2 separate regions of the Delphinus delphis genome follow, and region 1 is linked to region 2. Evidence: chromatin contacts called from public Hi-C data. All regions are on one chromosome and are shown on one strand. The core of a region is the stretch at or near the end of the contact, and the rest is flanking DNA. Distances in the headings are between cores, read along the strand shown. Region 1 holds the start of STK17A (serine/threonine kinase 17a). Region 2 holds the start of COA1 (cytochrome c oxidase assembly factor 1).

The links. A called contact is a pair of places that touch in the nucleus more often than the background predicts.
Region 1: a Hi-C map of lung shows a contact between it and region 2, with 4 times the contacts expected there. The contact joins the promoter of STK17A here to the promoter of COA1 in region 2. A contact is called at or near these places in 2 of 3 Hi-C or Micro-C datasets (lung and muscle).

Annotation. Positions count from the first base shown.
Region 1 is chr9:11,642,226-11,648,547 of mDelDel1.2, reverse strand. It overlaps STK17A (serine/threonine kinase 17a), which reads left to right and starts at 4,055. Exons shown (of 7, transcript XM_060020192.1): 1 at 4,055-4,368. The coding sequence starts at 4,169.
Region 2 is chr9:11,508,186-11,514,908 of mDelDel1.2, reverse strand. COA1 (cytochrome c oxidase assembly factor 1) reads right to left here and starts at 4,657. Exons shown (of 7, transcript XM_060020197.1): 1 at 4,561-4,657.

The DNA of each region.
Region 1 (6,322 bases), core at 2,806-5,305, 130 kb before region 2:
CTCCCTATCCCACCCCTCTAGGTGGTCACAAAGCACCGAGCTGATCTCCCTGTGTTATGCAGCTGCTTCCCACTAGCTATCTATTTTACATTCGGTAGTATATATAAGTCCATGCCACTCTCTCACTTCGTCCCAGCTTACCCTTCCCCCTCCCCATATCCTCAAGTCCATTCCCTAGTAGGTCTGTGTCTTTATTCCCGTCTTACCCCTAGGTTCTTCATGACCTTTTTTTTTTTTTCCCTTAGGTTCCATATTAATGTGTTAGCGTACGGTATTTGTTTTTCTCTTTCTGACTTACTTCACTCTGTATGACAGACTCTAGGTCCAACCACCTCACTACAAATAGTTCAACTTCATTTCTTTTTATGGCCCCATTGGTTAATTTATAATTTCTTTGACTTCTAGCAAATTTAAACATTTGATATGAGTTTATTATATTTGTCCCTTTAAAAATTACTTTTTATTTTCTTATTGTTCTATACAGTTCCTATTTTATTTATATCTAGCCACGGCTTAATCCCTTCATTCTTCTGCATCCCTTCAGACATCTGCACAATGTTATCTGGGATTATTTTCTATCTACCTAAAAAACTCCTTTTAGAATTTCCTTTAATGTAGGTCAGCTGATGATCTTAATGTTTGTCATAAAAATGCCTGTATTTTACTTTCAATTTTGAAGAATATTTTTTACTGGGTAGTATATAATCTAGATCGGCAGCTAATTTCTTCTAGTATTTTGAAGCTATCTGAAGGTCTTTAGGCTTCCAATTTGTCTTTGAGAATAAGCTCTTGATCTTACTGTTGCTCTACTGCAGGTAATATATCTGCTTCCTGTGCCTATTTTTTTTGAAGATTTTTCTCTTTGTCTTTAATTCTCAGTAGTCTACTGTGATCTGCCTAGGTATGGTTTTCTTTGCTTTTTCTCTTTGTCTTTAATTTTTCTCTTTGTCTTTAATTCTCAGTAGTCTACTGTGATCTGCCTAGGTATGGTTTTCTTTGCTTGAAATCTGCTGATATCCACAATGTTTCTTGATTCTGTGAGTTGTTGTCTTTCATTAGTTTTGAAAAATCCCTGGCCACTATCCTTTACACTATTGCTTCTTCTTTTCTCTCCCGTCTCCTTCTGATGCTTCAATTACATGTGTATTAGAACATTTTAACACATACCTTACATGCTTTACAGTAAGTCCACTACACATGAACTTTCAAGTTGCAAACTTTCAAAGATGCAAACGTGCGTTCACATGTCCAATCACGTAAGTTAGTTCACCTGTTTGGCATACGTTGTCATGTGCATGCATCCTCTACAAGTGGTTGTGCTTTTGTGTACTTTACTGTACAGTACTGTATAAACTACAATAGTACAGTATCTTTATTTCAAGCTCAGGATGTCCAGGAGCAAGTGTAAAAGCAACAGTGCTGTAGCTGGTACTGCTGAGATTCACGACTCAGGAAACGGCAAGGGGATTTTCTTTATTTGAGGAGGCGCTGTTAGTTTTTGAGGCACAGGACCCAGACGTAGAACGGTACACGAAGGTTGCAGCAGCCATTCAGAATGCAATCCAGTGCTACCATGTCATCTGTGATGAGAAAAAAAGAGCTACTACCCAGACATCACTGGATTGTTTTTTCAAGAGGATAGATACAATTGAATCCAGCAAGGAACCTGAACCTATGCCATCAACATCAGGCATGAGTGAAATTGCAGCTTGCCCTCCGTCTCCTATTGCTGGCGATCCTGCAGCTCTACCATCTCCCACCTCCTCTCCCTCCTCCAGTCAGTAACTCTTCTTGCCTGTTCACTTGATGTCAGTCCCTGGATGCCAGCTGTTGTACTGTACTACTGTACTTTTCAAGGTATTGTACTGTAAGATTAAAATGTTTTCTTTATGTTTTGTTTGTTTTTTATGTATTATCTGTGTGAAAAGCATTATAAACCTATTACAGTATACTACTATGTAGCCGATTGTGTTAGTTGGGTACCTCGGCTAACTTTGTTGGACTTACGAACAAATTGGACTTACGAACCCGCTCTCGGAACTGAATTCGTTCATATGTAGGGGACTTACTATATTCTCTTTTCTGAACATTATGTCCCCTTAGCTCGTGTTTCATTTTGCATAATTTTTGACCTATTAAGTTCACTAATCAGGTTCACTAATTTTTTCTTAAGTTGTATCAAATCTGTTATTAAACCCATCCCTATTCAGTCTTGGTTTTAGTTTGTGGGGTTCCCCCCCCCCAATTCTACAAAGTCCATTTTATTCTTCTTTGGAGTTCTCAGTTCTATGCTGAAATTCTCTATCTTGTCATTTAATTTCTTGAAGATATTAAACAGAATTATTCAAAAAGCTGTCTTTAAGATTCAGTATCTGGATCTCCTGCTTGCTTATTTCTGTTTTCTGCCTTTTCCTCTCAGTGTTTAAGATAATTCTTTTCGTGTGCCCCTTTTAAAAATTTTAAAAATGCCAGACATTGGGTATGAAATGCTGTACAGATAATGTGTGGCTCTGGATGGTTGTGTTTTTCTCCAGAGGGGATTTACTATCGAGTTTTGAAGCTGTTCTTCAGTCCTTGGGAGGGCTGGTCTATTTCCGTTTTACCAATGCTCCTAGGATGTAGCACTCTGGGGTGCCAACTGCAAGTCTAGTGTGTTTACCAGCTCTTTCTCCTTAGTAGATCCTAAACTCCAATTTTTCATCTCCCCAGCCTGGTGAGATGCCTAAAGTCCTACTTATTTTCTCACCCTTTCAGTCATTGCTTTGGAATTATCAAATGCCTCATGGGAAAGTGGTGTCATTCTGGGCTGCCCTTCTTTCCAGGATCTTAGTCACCCGAGTTCTTGCTGCTTTTGAAACTCTCTGATGTTTCAAGTAGAGGACTGTTTTAAATTTTTTTCTAATATTTCTCAGTGAGAGTATTGATCACAAGTAGACTAGCTCATCATCGCAAAACTCTAAGCAGAGCAGTGACATGATCTGATTTAGATTTTAAAAAGATCACTCTGGTTCCCTTGAAAATAAACTGTGTGGAATTGGGGAGGAAGAAGGATGGAAGCAGGTAATCCAGTTAGCGAGCTATCACAATAATCCAGACAAGAGATAATGCTAATTGTGGTAATGTGGAAGAGAAGTGATCAGATTCTGGATATATTTTGAAGGTAAAGCCAAGAGGATTTACTTGTAAATTGGATGAAGGTACGAGAGAAAGAGGAGTCAGTACTGACGCCAAGGGTTTTGCCCTGAACCACCAGAAGGATGGAGCTCCATTTACCGAGGTGGGGAAGCTGGGCAGGAGTGCATTTGTGAAGGATGATCAGGACCTGACTTTTGCTCGTTACGTTTGAGATGCTAATTTGGCATCTAAATGGTGATGCCAAGTGTATACTTGAATATATGAGTCCGAAGTTCAGAGAATGGTTGGAAGCTGGAGATAAAAATTTTGTAGTCATGAGCATACGAATATTATTAAAGACACAAGACCGGATGAGAGCACCTCGAAAGTTAAATATAGAGAAGACTGCACACAGTATAATAGTGCCTGTTTCATAGGGCTGGTGTGAGAGCTTAAAAATATTTATCCACCTCTTGCCTCCACGTCCTCCTCTCAACGTGGGAAGGAACCAGCTGCCCCCGGGCAGCTTCCGCGTGCTGTACAGCAGCCCTGATCTGAGTCTCATCGCCCCTCCTGACCCGCCCAAGGGAAGGGATCGTGAAGCTCTGGCTGGCAGCTCCTACGCCTTTCATTAACGGAGGGCTCAGGTTTCCAACTCTCAGATGCTCAACAGGTGCGTAACTGGCTGATGCAGTGGGTCCTCCAGCCAGAAGGGTGGTGCTGTTGGTCGCCTGCAGACTGCTCAGGCCCACCCCGAGGCCGCCCGCCAGGCTGCACCTTCTCCCCCTCGGCTGCAGAGGGCGCGCGTGAGGCACGCGGCGCTCCGGCCCCGCGGAAGTTCCGCGAGGGCCGAGGGGAGGGGCGGGGCCGAGCGTGGGGCGGGACCGGACGGTGGGAGGCGGGGGCCGGGAGGCAGCCGGCGGCACTCTGTGCGCGGCGCAGGGGAGAGCGGTTGACCTCCTCAGACGTTCTCGAGGCAGCTGGAGGCGGGACCGTGACCCGCTGGCAGCTCGGAGCTAGCCGGGCGGCCGGAGCTAAAGAGCGCCCGAGCGCCATGATTCCTCTGGAGAGGCCGAGCAGCGGCGGCTCTTCCCCGGCCGCCGCCCCCGGCTCGGGTCGAGTCGGCCGGGGTCTGACCACGCCGCGCCGGCTGCCGCCCCCGCCCCGCGGGCTGCTGACGGAGATCCGCACCGCGGTGTGCACCGAGCCCTTCCAGGATGCCTACAGCCTGAGCCCGGGCCGGGCGCTGGGCAGGTGAGGCGGACGAGGGCCGGGCGGGCGGGGAGCAGATAAGTGCGGGAGGCCGGCGGGGGCAGATAGCGCGCCGGAACCGGGCACAGACCTGGGTGCGGGCGGCGATTAGGGCGGCAGGGCCCCCAGGCCACCCTTGCGCGCGCCGCGTCCCCCGAGCCGGCGCGCTCCGCCGGCGTGTGCTGTACCCTGGGTAGCGGCCGTGAGAAAGTCTCCCGCGCGGGTCCCCGAGAACCTTGACCCCTTCCTCTGCTCCGGGCCTTTTCGGCCTCTGTGGTCCTTGGCTCGGTAACTTAACGAGACGGCGTGGGAACCACGCTGCGAACCTTTACCCGCGGCGGCGAGTCTGAAGCCAGAGCAGAGGTGTGAAGGCAGCTCTGGTTTTGCCCCTGGAGCTTGTGGGTTCCTGCTTCTCCCTCTGCGGCTGTGACAGAGCAGAGAGCAGAACGCCGAGCGTGACAGCTTCCTTTGCACCAGCGCTGGGCGAACTTCTGTCCGCCGCCTCCTGCCGACTTCGGTTGCGGTTTCTTGGGTTTGTGCTGCTTTCGTTCTGAAATGAGGTCCCTGCGCCTTTTAAGTTCATATCGGTTTCACTTGTAGGCTCCGGGCCCTCGTCTGACTTTCTCTGCTGAAAACCGGCCCTTGCCTTCTCTTCCCCTCCCCACTCTGGCTTTGTAGGGGTCGGGAGGGCTTAGAACTCGGTCTGTTTTTCAAATTGCACAAGGTGAAGGCTGTTTGGATCCTTTACATCTTGTACGTTGAAGAGGGGTCCAAGAGTGTGATAGGGGTTTGGGGACCGACTCCCTTTTTCCTTAAGAATAGTTTGGAGAAGTTGTCAAAAGCACAGGCTTTGGGGCCAGACCCGAGCTCAGATCCCCACTCTGCTTCCTCTGTGTGCCTTTGGACGGTGACATAGACTCCCCAGCCTCTCGTTTCGCACCCGTAAAATCAGCATAGTGACAGTGTCTCCGTCAGGGGTGTCGTGAAGATGCGGTGGCTGTAAAGCACAATTCACTGGGCCTGGCACATAGCACATGGTTGCAAAAGCGCAGCACGTTGTAATGGGGAAAGGGCCTGACAGTTATAACAGCCTTCACCTGGGGCTCTTGGAAAAAGAAGTCCTCGTAACAGTGATTACAATGTTAAAAATAAGCTGCCTTACAAATATTAAGGTAACTTTTAGAAATCGTTTTTTTGGCAAGGAAACCTACCTTAAAAGTGTCTCATTTATTCCAAATGTTACAAGGAGAAACATCTTCCTGGGACAAGATTTACTTCACTGCGCTAGGCACTAATTAACTGCACCTGTGCACACTTTATGACAAAGGAAGAGGTAGATCGCTACTGACTCATGTAGGTATTCTAATTGGTCAAAATTCCAGACATTCTGAAGTAACCCTGATTTCTTGAAGAAGGAAAACTAGAGCTCTCCGTTGTTTGGTTGTCTGGCTTCATTCCACAAAATGAGAACATATTACAAAACTGAAATGTCTTCAGGTGGCAAGCACTGTCTTGTAGACTTTGCAATAAATGATTTAATCTGAAAAAAAATTGATTTGCGCCCTACCAGCTGTGTGACAATTCCTCCGGGAATGTTTCAGCTTTCATTTTACCCTCTCTATTATAAAATTAGCTTGCCTATAAAGTGTTTGTTTGAAGGTTGTGATGTCTTGCACATATCTCTTATATAAATTTCTTTACATAAGTAATAATTCCTGAAGCAGCAGAACAATGCAATTAGATACTTGATGTAAGAGCCTAAAACTGAAAAAGAAAACGAATGTATTTGTTTCTTTTTGGTTCTCTTTTCATCACGTAGAAGTGTAATGCAGTGTTCTAGAACACGGACTTTGGAGTCAGACAGTGGAGTCTTGGCCCTTTACTTACTAGTTACATGTACTTGAGTAAGTTACCTAACCATTGATAGCCTCATAGAGTTGTTGAGAGAACTAAATAA
Region 2 (6,723 bases), core at 3,408-5,907:
GATTCACTCTTCCGTTCCCAAATGATCTCTACAGCAGGCAATGCTGTTCGACAGCATTTTACCCACAGGAGAACTTCTTTCGAAACTGGAGTCAATCCTCTCAAACCCTGCCACTGATTTATCAACTAAGTCTATGTAATATTCTAAATCTTTTGTTATCATTTCAACAATCTTCACAGCATCTTCACCAGGAGTGGATTCCATCTCAAGAAACCACTTTCTTTGCTCATCCATAAGAAGCAACTCCTCATCCACTAAAGTTTTATTCTGAGATCACAGCAGTTCACTCACATCTTTAGGCTCCACTTCTAATTCTAGCTCTCTTGCTCTTTACACCACATCTGTAGTTATATCCTCCACTGAAGTCTTGAACCCCTCAAGGTTATCCATGAGGTTTGGAATCAACTTCTTCCAAATTCCTGTTAATATTTTTACCTCTTCCTATAAATCATCAATGTTCTTAATGGCAAGTAAAATGGTGAATCCTTTCCAGAAGGTTTTCAATTGACTTCACCCAGGTCCATCAGAGGAATCACTATCTCTGGCAGCTCTACCCTTACAAAATGTATTTCTTAAATAGTAAGACTTGAGAGTCGAAATTACCCCTTGATCCATATGCTGCAGAACAGTTAACAGGCATGACAACCACATTAATCTCATTGTACATCTCCATCAGAGCTCTTGGGTGGCCAGGTGCATTGTCAATGAGCCGCAGTACTTTGAAAGGACTCTTTTATTCTGAGCAGTAGGTCTCAACAGTGGGCTTAAAACAGCCAGTAAAGCATATTGTAAACAGATGTGATGTCATCCAGGCTTTGTTGTTCCACTTAAAGAGCACAGGCAGAGTAGATTTAGCATAATTCTTAAGGGCCCTAGGATTTTCGGAATGGTAAATGAGCACTGGCTTTAACCGAAAGTCACCAGCTGCATTAGCCCCTAACAGAGTCAGCCTGTCCTTTGAGGCCAAGCATTGATTTCTAACTATAAAAGTCCTGGATGGCATCTTCTTCCAACATAAGGCTGTTTCATCTACATTGAAAATCCACTGTTTAGTGTAGCTACCTTCATTAATTACCTTAGCTAGATTTTGTGGATAACTTGCTACAGCTTCTACATCAGCACTTGTTGCTTCACCTTGCACTTTTGTTATGGAGACGGCTTCTTTCCTTAAACCTCATGAACCAACCTCTGCTGGCTTCAAACTTTTCTGCAGCTTCCTCACCTCTCTCAGCCTTCACAGAATTGAGGAGAGTTAGGGCCTTGCTCTGAATTTAGGCTTTGGTTTAAGAGAGTGCTGTGGTTGGCTAGATCTTCTATCCAGACCACTAAAACTTTCTCCATATCAGCAATAAGGCTGTTTCGCTTTCTCATCATTTGTGTGTTCACTGGAGTAGCACTTTTTATCTCCTTCAAGAACTTCTCCTTTGCATTCACAACTTGGCTAACTGTTTTGTGCAAGAAGCCTCGCTTTCAGCCTATCTAGGCTTTTGACACGCCTTCCTCACCAGCTTGTCATTTCTAGCTTTTGACTTAAAGTGAGAGAAGTGCAACACTTGTTTTCACTTGAACACTTAAAGGCCAATGCAGGGTTATTAGCCTAATTTCAATATTGTTGTGTCTCAGGGAATAGGGAAGCCCAAGGAGAGGGAGAAACGGGGTAACGGTCAATTGGTGGAGCAGTCACAACACACATAACATTTCTCATTTAAGTTCACTGTCTTATATGGGCACGGTTCACAGCACCCCAAAACAATTACAATGGTAACATCAAGGATCACTGATGACAGATCACCATAACAAATAATAATGAAAAAGTGTGAAATGTTGTGAGAATGACCACAATGTGACACAGAAACACCAAGTGAGCAAACGCTGTTGGAAAAATGGCACCAAGACTTGCTCGATGCACGTTTGCCAGGGACCTTCCATTTGTAAAAAGCACAGTAACTGCGAAGCACAACAGAATGAAGCACAATAAAATAAGGCCTGCCTGTAAAGTTAAATACAGTACCATGGACTCAGACGTCACACTAGCCAGGGAACTACTGTGTCGGTTTCTGTAACTCCCATCATTTAAGAATAGGATATCCCAAACTACATCAGTACCCCAGAAGCCTTTTAAAGGAAAAGACGGACAGTCTTTGACTATACAAAAACGTAAAGCTTTAGCATAATAAAAGATACAAAAACAAAGTTTACAAGCAAATAGACTGAAAATATCTGCCCCATATCTAACAGTCAATAGGTTAATATCTCTACACAAAGAACTCGTACAAATCAATACGGAAAAGACAAAACTCAGTAGGGAATGGGAAAATTATATAAACTGTTTCCACTTGCTGCATTTTTCAAATCTTAAAATGCTGCTCACAGGTTCTTCCCATCAGTTTTCCTGGGCCCAGTATTTCACACATAGTAATTCACTCTAAATTACTCCGCAGATCTATAACATGGTCTCTAGGAAGAGTAAAAATTAACCTCATGTGTTTTCCATTTACAGGAACTACAGCATAATCCACATAACTGTCATATATCTGATAAGGGACTTGGACCTAGAATATATAAAGAACTCTTACAACTCAATGATAAAAAGCAAACAGCCAAATTTTTAAATGGGCAAAGAATATGCATAGACATTTCTCCAAAGAAGATATACAAATGGCCAATAGCACATGAAAAGATGCTTAACTGTCATTAGGCATCAGGGAACTACAAATCAAAACCACAATGAGATACCACTTCACACCCACTAGGATGGCTAGAATTTAAGAAAAAAAAAAAAAAGAAAGCAGATAATGACAATTGTTGGCAAGGATGGGAAGAAATTAGAACCTTCATACACCGCTTACAGGAATATAAGATGGTGCAGCTGCTTTAAAAAAGTCTGGCATTTCCGCAAAATGTTAAACGTAGAATTACCATACAACCCAGCAATTCTACTCTTAGGTATATACCCAAGAGAAATGAAATCATGACGTTCACACAAAAACTTGTACATGAATGTTCACAGTAACATTATTTGTAAGAGCCATAACAACCCAAATGTCCATCAACTGACCAATGGATAAATAAATCGTGGTATAGCCATACAATGAAATATTATCTAGCAATAAAAAGGAATGAAGTGCTGATACATGCTACAACATGGATGAACATGAATGTTAAGTGAAAGACAATCAAAAAACGTCACATACTTTATGATTTCATTTATATGAATTGTCTAGAATAGCTGAATATATATTCAGTAGATGAATAGTTCCTTAGGTCTACGAGTGGGGTGGGGTAAGGAGGAAATCAGGAGAGCCTGCTAATGGGTACAGGGCTTCTTTTGGAAGTGATGAAAATGTTTTTAAATTGATTGGGGTGTTGGTTGCACAACTTTGTGAGTGCACTAAAAATTTATGTGTATTTTATAATTCTATGGTATGTGAACTATATCTTAGTCAAGCTGTTATTTTTCAAAAGGACTACAGATTGGGTTGGGGTTTTTTTCCACATTATATCCCCAGCTCCTAAAACAGTGCCTGCAATATCAGGAATTCAATAAATCTTGACTGAATGGAAAAAATAAATTACCAAATGTGGGTAAACCATTATAAAACCTTGTCATAGCCAAAGAGATGAAACTACTGCAGGTTGGCATGACAAGGGACAAACAGTGTGTGTGCTTCCATGAAAGGAGATGAGACTGAAAAACAGCAGAATCAAGACCTTGAAGGGTCTCGAAGCCAGCCTAAGGAATTTGTATTATCCTGAAACAACGGGAAGGCCGGTAAGATTTTAAGCAGAGGATTAACACGGTCAGATCTGTGTTTTAAATGTGTAAAGCCTAGGTAGAGAATTGCTACTGCTATCCAAAGGTGAAGTAGAGAAACACCCCTCAGGTGAGAGTAAGGAGGAATTAGGGGAAGAGACCAGGAGAAGCAAAGTATATTTGTGGATTTTTAAAATTACACACAGCTACCGAGCGCTCGTGCTCTCTCCCCCCTCCCTCTCTCTCTCTCTCTCTCTCACACACACACACACAGGCACAGACTATCACACACACTTACACAAACACCTGAAAATCACTTACGCTGAAAATCACTTCTATCGTCAGCCCCTGTATGGAGCTCAAATGTGACGAGACAAACACTATTAAGACCACCGAGCCAGAAAATTCCTTTCTACAATCATCTGGGCAAGGTCCTCCTCAGATTGTTGTAACTTGGGACCACCGACAAAATGCCCCGTTCCACCTCTTCGACAGGACCCCACCTCTTCACAAATGTGCTCCTGGGAACGCTCAGCAAGGACCACAGGGCTAGGCCACCGTTAGCTACAAAGGGGAGCGGAGGAGGGGAACCTTGTAGCATCCCGAGGCGCTAAGCCCACCACGGGCCCCCAGGCGCCAACCACGCTGTTGCGGGAGGTGGCGATCCGGCGACGACAGCAAGGTGGCCCCTGACGGGCTCCCCCTGCAGCAGCCCACCCGGCGTGCAAACGCGGCCTTCAGGACTACGGGAACAAAAGCTTCTGGGGTGAGAGGGACCCGACTCTATCTCCCGCGGGGACGCTAACCTGTCCTCCGAAGTACCACGCCGCGGCAAGCGTGACGACTCCTTCCGGGCGTGGGGCGTGGGGAGTGGGTGGGGTAAAAGCCGGCGGGTGGCCACACTCCTCGAGGAGCAGTCGAGACTTCCGGCGTAGCCTCCTCGCGCGGCTAGAGAGTCGGGACGCGAGTGTAGCTGGAGGAGTGCGGATCCCCCCAGTTCCGGGTCCCGCGCTGAAATTAACTTAGCTGCCAGGCTTCTCGGAAACTCGTACGCCAGCCGGGAGGAGGTTTGTCTCCTCAAATCTCCGTTTTTTGTTTTCTGCGCCCCGTTAGCCTGCAACATAAATTCAGTCCAGCAGCGGTTGCCGAGGAAATTTAAACCGCTGTTTCGTGTTGTCCCTCGCAGGGATCTGGTGCTTTGGTTCACCTCCAAGTATGCAAAACTCCGGGCCATATGACCCCGGCTCTGGCATTAAAGTTCATCTTGCCCTATTCGGCTGAGAAATTTGGCAATACTCATTTTTTTATTCATTAAATATTTATTAAATTATTACTGTGCTCCAGGTAATGCATTGCTGAGAAAAAAAAACTAATGTTCTCTGTTCGCATGGAGTTTACTAGTAAAATGGATTAATTAGTAGTATTTACCTAATAGATTTGTCCTGAGGATGTAAAGCGCTCAGAATAGTCTGGCACTTTGTAAGTGCTCAATAAATGCTAGTTATTATTGTTTTCATCTTGATCATTCCATTGCTATCGTCACTAGTAATAACGTCATCCTTCACTTTTTCAATGTCAAGCTTGGAGTGTTAACCTACGACCCAGGCCCTTAGACTCTTTAATCAGTAGAAATTGGTAGAGGCCAGAGGAGAATTCTAGGCAAGGCTTTGTGGGGCTCCTGCTGCAGCAGGAAGGAGTGAAAACAAGAAACAGGTGCAGCAGAATGAGCTGTTTGGGTCTTTAAATGGGGTAACAAGGAGGCCAGGTCCATGGGCTGGGCAGGAGGCATAGTTTAGATGGTCTGCCCACCCCTTTGGTGGTGCTGTGTGCAGGGATCATGTGCAGTACCCTTCTTCTGCTCACAGCACCTCAGAAGTGGCAGTTGGTTTGTGGACTTTTTGTATCTTATTGTTCATAATTGCCCCAACTGCACGTGTGCAGTTATTTTTCGTCCCTCATAGTTTCTTTGTATTCTATTGCTCCAGAAAATGAGACCAAGCACTCCAGTAAAGGGTCCCAGTTTCCAGCCTATCTCACAAGTACCTTTCCTCCACAAATCAATGAGTCTCACAATTGGTGAGTCACCTAAATTTGATGTGTTCCATAACCAGACTAACCAAGTTTAGTCCAAGGCAGTGGTCTTCAAATTCTTGCTCACACATCTGCATTAGAAAACTAGATTATATACATGTACTATCTATGGTATTGATGTGGTATTGATTCATGCTTACAAGAAAGTTTCCAACACATTCTCCTCTTGACATGGAAACTTCTAGCCCAACACTGACACTGGCAGCCATTTGGCAGCCCCAAGGGAATAAAGCTGATGCTGAGGACCACTGCATGAAGTGATGGACTATCATTCCAAACCTGGAACTCACCCTCCTTCTGAACTTCTTCTAGGGATATCTAATACATTTTCTTATCGTTTTCTGATAGATAGTATGATGATTAAATGAGTTAAAATAGAGATGGTAATGTTAGTGCTCAAAAATGTTAGTTATTACTACGATGCCTTACTGTTTGGAGTTGATTCTTTTAGATTTTCTAGGATTGCAATCATATCATTGAAATGGTTATAGTTTTACCTAATCCTTTCCAAATTTTCTACCTCTAATTTCTCATATCTAATTGCATTAGCTAGTATTTCCAGTAAAAATATTTAATAATAGTGAAGACAGTGAGCTTCCTTGTCTTATTCCTACCTTTAATGGGATATTGCTAGAATTTTCCCACTACGTATGTAGCTAGTTGTGGGGACTGAGGTACCTATCACTTAGCATGTTAAGGAAGTATCCAGCTATTGAAAGAAAACAGGGAAAATTTTGACACAGATACTTTGAGAAAATAATTGAGCAGGCCATTACATCTTGTCATAAAAGTAAGTGCAAACTAGACAATATTTACCACAAAGACACTAATAAAATTAGCATTAGCTAGGTTGGAATGAATGTCCTTTCTTACTTATC